Regions from separate parts of the Sus scrofa genome. Here region 1 is linked to region 2. The links are chromatin contacts, called in public HiChIP or PLAC-seq maps. All regions are on one chromosome and are shown on one strand. The core of a region is the stretch at or near the end of the contact, and the rest is flanking DNA. Distances in the headings are between cores, read along the strand shown. Region 1 holds the start of ABHD17A (protein ABHD17A). Region 2 holds the start of JSRP1 (junctional sarcoplasmic reticulum protein 1).

Evidence for each region. HiChIP or PLAC-seq counts read pairs in DNA pulled down with a chosen protein or histone mark.
Region 1: an H3K27ac HiChIP or PLAC-seq map of alveolar macrophages shows a contact between it and region 2. The contact joins the promoter of ABHD17A here to the promoter of JSRP1 in region 2. A contact is called at or near these places in 1 of 47 Hi-C or Micro-C datasets (liver) and 1 of 2 datasets of contacts at active chromatin or transcription factors (alveolar macrophages).

What each region holds. Positions count from the first base shown.
Region 1 is chr2:76,656,372-76,659,359 of Sscrofa11.1, reverse strand. ABHD17A (protein ABHD17A) reads right to left here and starts at 1,287. Exons shown (of 5, transcript XM_003122999.6): 1 at 1,130-1,287.
Region 2 is chr2:76,420,880-76,423,695 of Sscrofa11.1, reverse strand. It overlaps JSRP1 (junctional sarcoplasmic reticulum protein 1), which reads left to right and starts at 1,291. Exons shown (of 8, transcript XM_021084195.1): 1 at 1,291-1,493; 2 at 1,809-1,855; 3 at 2,490-2,642. The coding sequence starts at 1,306.

The sequences.
Region 1 (2,988 bases), core at 38-2,537, 240 kb before region 2:
CTCAATGAAATGGCCAAAGGACCAGGGCAAAGGGGAAAACTACAGTACAGTACACCACGTCTGACAGAGAGGAGGAATGGTCTCTTTAGCCATGCAGACCTGGGACCAACCTTCTGCTGTCTTTTATGGATGTCACTGACTGCGCCTCAAGAGCCAGGCTCGGGCTGGACAGAGCACACTCAGGTGCCTCACTCACTAGGTAGGCATCGCTGGCACCCAGAGCCTAGCAATTCCATCCCAGGTGGCAGTGTCATAAGGAACAAGACAGAACCAGACAACTGCAATACTTCAGGCCGACCTAAATACGGACGACTGTGATGGCACCTCACCCAGCCAGTCAGGGTGGGAAAGCTGCAAGGAAGAAGGTGCCCTCTGAAAAGCACAGGGCAAATGCCAGGTGACAGAGAGCAGGGCTGAAGGCAAGACCCAGTGGTAACAGCAAGTTCTAGGAACTGTGGCTCCAGAGCTAGAAGGACACTGGGAAGAAGAGGTGAGCAGGGGAGTCCTGGAGAGAGCCAGGGCTGGGTCAGGCCGCACCCGTGAGCCCTGCTGCAGTTTGGACTTCATCCTGGAGTGATGAGGAATCCTGAAGGAGTCCTAGGTGGAGAATGTACCCCATGGATTAAGGGCTGTGAACGTGCCCTGGCTGCATCCTGGAGACAGGAATGGAGCAGAGGCTGGGAAATCTGCCTAAGTGTCACTGCCGGCCAAAAGACGCCTGCGAAACGGCAGAGGTGTCTTGGAGACGTTAAGGAAGCAGGGCTCCGCTCCCGCTGATGGAGAGGGCCCGGGTGTCGGGCTGGGGGACCGGTTCGCGGGCAGAGGCAGAGTCCGCGGCTCGGACGGGGCACTCCCCGAAAGCAAGGTAGCGTCTCCAGGACGGTGGGCGCACACCGCAGGTCGGAGGGCTGAACGGACAGCGGACCGGGCTCTGTCGGACTCTGTCCCGCGATTCTCAGGCCTGATCTGAGGGTCCTCCTCCCGGACCGCGGCCGCCCAGTGAGTGAAGGCTCTCGGGGGCGTCGGGCCGGGCTGCCCTGGCCTCGCGGCCCGCCCCGGCTCCCCAAACGGCCGCAGGAGGCACTGAGACCTCGCTGCACCGCCGCACCCGCCCCTGCCTGGCACTCACCGCTGCGGCCCGCGCCCCCCGGCCCCGGGGCCGCGCTCCATGGCTCCCGGCCGCCCGCCCTTCCGTCAATCCCTCGGCGCCCCGGCCCGGTTGCCTGCACCGCCACGGCCGCCGCTCCCCCGCGGGCGGAAGTGAGCCTCACTCCTGCCACCGCCCCGGAAGTGACGCGAGGTGCGCGCGAGGGACAGGGGCCGGGGGCCGCGCGGGGCGCGGGCGCGAGGCGCGCATGGGGGGAGGGGCCGCTTTCCTGGGGAGCAGGGCAAGAGTAGTGGGCGGGGACCTGGTGGGTGGGCGGGGACCTGGTGGGTGGGCGGGACCTGGTGGGTGGGCGGGGACCTGGTGGGTGGGCGGGGCCGGGCAAGTTGGACAGGTTTCCGGTGGAGACACAATTCACTGGTTCCTTTACTCATTCCCAGGCCAGTACTAGGGTGAGGCAAGGGAGGCACTCGTCTCCGAAGCAAAATTTACAGGGTGCCAAAAAACTTCTTAAGATGAAAAAATTTTTTCTTTTTAGGGTTGCACCCGTGGCAGCAGAGATGCAACCGCGGCCTACGCGACAGCAACACCAGATCCAGATCCGAGCTGTGTCTGCGACCTACACCACCGCATATCCTTAACCCACTGAGCCATTCCAGGGATCGAACCCACATCCTCTTGGACACTGGTCGGTTTCCGTACCACTAAGCCACAAGGGGAACACCGAGATAGAGGAGTTTCTATCGTGGCTCAGTGGAAATGATTCTGACTAGTTTCCATGAGGATGCGGTTTGATCCCCTGCCTTGCTCAGTGGGTTAAAGATCCAGTGTTAACTTAAAATAGATTTACAAGGAGATCCTGCTGAATAGCATTGAGAACTTTGTCTAGATACTCATGTTGCAACAGAAGAAAGGGTGGGGGAAAAATGTAATTGTAATGTATACATGTAAGGATAACCTGACCCCCTCGCTGTACAGTGGGAAAATAAAGAAAATTATTTTAAAAAAATTAAATACATTAAAAAAAAAAAAAAGATCCAGTGTTGCTGTGAGCTGTGGTGTAGGTCACAGAAACGGCTCAGATCTGGCGTTGGCTGTAGCGTTGCTGTAACATTGTTGTGGCTGTGAATGTAGCCAGTGGCTACGTCTCCAATTGGACCCCTAGCCAGGGAACCTCCCTATGCCGCAGGTGCGGCCCTAAAAAGCAAAATAATCATCATCATCATCATCCTCATCCTGGGAATTCTTGTCGTGGCTCAGAGGTATTGAATCCAACTAGCATCCATGAGATTGGCCTCGCTCAGTGGGTTAAGGATCCAGCATTGCTGAGATTCAATATGAGTCACAGACATGGCTCAGATCCCACGTTGCTGTGGCTTGTGGTGCAGGCTGGTGGCTACAACTCCAATTCTGATACCAGAAAGATGATAACAGAATCCGGGTTCTTATTCACGGCAGTGGAAGAATGAACTCCACGAACAGAGGCAGTAAGCAAGCAAAGTCTTTATTAAAGGAAAGCAAACAGCTCCCAGGGTTTCTGGGAGGGGGGAGAGGAGCCCCCTTTCTCTATTGTCCTATAGATTTTTTTTTATTCCTTAAAGATGGGGGGGGGTACCAACCTTGGGTCCAGAAAGATGTGGTTTTCTCCCATTGGCCTTGTTTAATTACCTGCAGCAGTCCTTGTCCAATAGGGTCTTAGGCGTGTAAATATCCCATAAATCTCGTAGTTTCTTTGCCCTTTTCTTCCCGTAAACTGAGTCACAGGGGATTAGGGATTAGTGTCAATCCGGGCGTAGGTACACTCCCTATAGCAAACAAGGCCTGTGGGGATGTTACTCCCTGGAGTCCTTAAGCCACAAATGTTAATCAATGGCCATATCAAA
Region 2 (2,816 bases), core at 42-2,541:
GGAGCATCACTCATCCTGAAAAGGAGAGAAGCCCTGACACTCACTGCCTACCACGTGGATGGACCTGGAGATCAGGATGCTCAGTGAGAGAAGCAGATACAGAAGGACGCAGTGTGTGATTCCATGGATGGGAAATGTCCAGAACAGGCACATCCACAGACACAGAGAGTGGGTTAGTGCTGTCAAGGGCTGGGATGTGGATGAAGGTGACTGCTGATGGGGATGGGGCTTCTTTTTGGGGTGATGGAATGTTATGGAATTGGATAGAGATGATAATGGTACAACCGTGGGAAGGTACTAAATACCACTGAATTGTATACTTTACAGAGTGAACTGTATGGTAATGAACTGTGTTCCGATAAGACTGCTATTGTAGGGAGTTCCCGTTGTGGCTCAGTGGTTAACAATCTGATTAGGACCCATGAGGTTGTGGGTTTGATCCCTGGCCTTGCTGAGTGGGTTAAGAATCTGGCATTGCCGTGAGCTGTGGTGTAGGTCGCAGATGCGGTTCGGATCCCGCGTTGCTGTGGTGTAGGCCGGCGGCTACAGCTCCGATTAGACCCCTAGCCTGGGAACCTCCATGTGCTGTAGGATCGGCCCTAGAAAAGGCAAAAAGACAAAAAAAAGAAAAAAAAAAAAAAAAGACTGTTATTTTAAGAAAATGACAAAGTGGTGGGCAAGAGAGAGTGTTTAATAAAAAAGAAAAATGGGGAGTTCCTTGTTGGCCTACTAGGTTAGGGACATGGCATTGTCACTGCTGTGGCTCTGGTCACTGCTGTGGCATGAGTTTGAACCCTGGGTGGAAACCTTTGCATGCCCAGTACATGGCCAAACCAAACCAAACAGAACAAAAGCGCTGAGTGCTGTGTGTTTGATGATTGACTGAACCAAGGTGTGGATGTGTGTATGACTTGGTGGGATGATACAAAAACAGCCCAGAGTCATCCAGTGGTTGTTTAACCCAAATTAACTCATTTTGGCCTCACTGTCCCCTGGGAGGAAGTGACTCCACTTTCCAGATGAGGAAACCAAGGCCTCTGAGCTGTGCCTAGCCAAGTTCAGCCAGCAGAGCCCAGATTCCCCTCAGTGGTGTTGTCCTCCTCCAGGAAGCCCTCCCCTGATGGCCCTTGGGCTCCTGAGACACAGTCGGTGATCATAAAAGCAAGATGACCACACTTTGTGGGTGGTCTTACCTTTGGGACCCTCTTTTCTGAGGCTGCTAGACAGGAAGCAGTGCTCCCAGGGTCACTGGGGCCAGCCTGGCTGTGGCTCTGTGCCAGTGGGGGCGGGGCCACCCCTTGGCAAATGCCTGGTCCTGCTCCAAGGAGGGGGTGCACCCCAGCAGGGACCTCAAGCCAGACTTCCTCCCCCTCCCACTGTGGCCGAGAGCTGATTGGCCCACCCCATGGCCTCCAACCACCTGTTACTGCCTGTCTCCGGCCACCCTGCCTGTGTTCCATCCTGACCACCAGGCCCAGCGTGGCGGCTGTGGGGTAAGAGGGGCAGAGGGAGGCCTGGGCAGAGGTGGGCCCTCCACCCCAGGATCTAGGAAGGCATCCAAGGTCCATAGGGGTCCCCAAATCCTGTGGCTGCCCTCATACCGCGTAGGGGCACACTCCCCTCCCCCATCAGGCCCCTCCCCCACCATCTGCTCTTGCCCCAGGGAGGGGTTCCCTCTCAGTCCAGATATGAGTCACATTAATGCTTAAGCCAGAGGCACTGGGAACCCCAAAAAGCAGGGATGGGAGGCCAACAGGCAAGTTTGACTCCAGCTCTGCACAACCTCAGGCCCATGCCTCTGTCTCCAGCCTCAGTTTCTTCACCTGCCCTACGGGAGCAAAGGCAGCCAGAGGAGGTGGGACCCCCAGCGTTGAGGTCAGGAGCCCTGGGACCCCCCGCCCCTGGCCTTCCTGTCATGGCCAGAGCAAGGCTAGTCCTTGCTGCTGGGCCTTCAGCTCCCAGACTTAGAGGGTCCAGGGGAGGCTGGGTGCCAGGAATTGTGGGTGAGGATGGTCCAAAGGAAGACCCCAGGGGGGCAAAGGCCTGGGAGGGGATGGGCCGCATGTTGACTGGTCCCACTGGCCTTGGCCACCGGATAAAAATAGTCCCTGGTCTCAGAGAACATGAGCCGACCCTGGGGCCAAGGGTTCCGGTTTGGGCTCCTTGCTCACCTCTGTGTGACCAAGGGCAGGACTCAGCCCACTCTGGGGGCCCAGGAGCCCCTGTACTCAGCAATGCTGGGGCCTCAGAGATGCTGGCCTATCGGGAGGGGTCCCAATGCCGGCCTAAGGGGTCAGGAAGAGTTCCTGGCTGCTGGGCCATATCCTGCTGAGTGTGAATTTACCAAGTGAAGAGGGCTCCAGGCAGAGAGAAAAGCCAGGGCTTGTTGTGGGGATGGGAGAGGAGGGACCCCTTTTCTCTTCAGGTCAGGCCCAGACCCCTAGCAGGGGCTCAGCAAGTGTAGGCTGCTTCTTCCCCACTCTCCCCAGCCCTACCCTGGACCTGCTGCTTCTCAGACATCTCCATGACAACCAGGGCCTTGGAAGAGCTGGATGGAGGCCTGGGCAGCTGCCCAGTGGATGAGGACCTCTCTGCACTGGCTGACCCCTGCCCAGGCCAGCCCCGGGAGGACAGGGCCCGAGGTAGAGGGCCCCCCCAATGAAGCCCATGCCCCACCCTCCTGCTGAGCTGGATGGCTCACCCTCAGAGACCAGGACTAGGACTCCCAGCTTTGACTGGCTTAAACAGTGCCCCCCCCCTTCCCAAGCTCTGTACCCATTACTATCTCTCGGGAGGATTGTAAGGAGCCTAAAGAA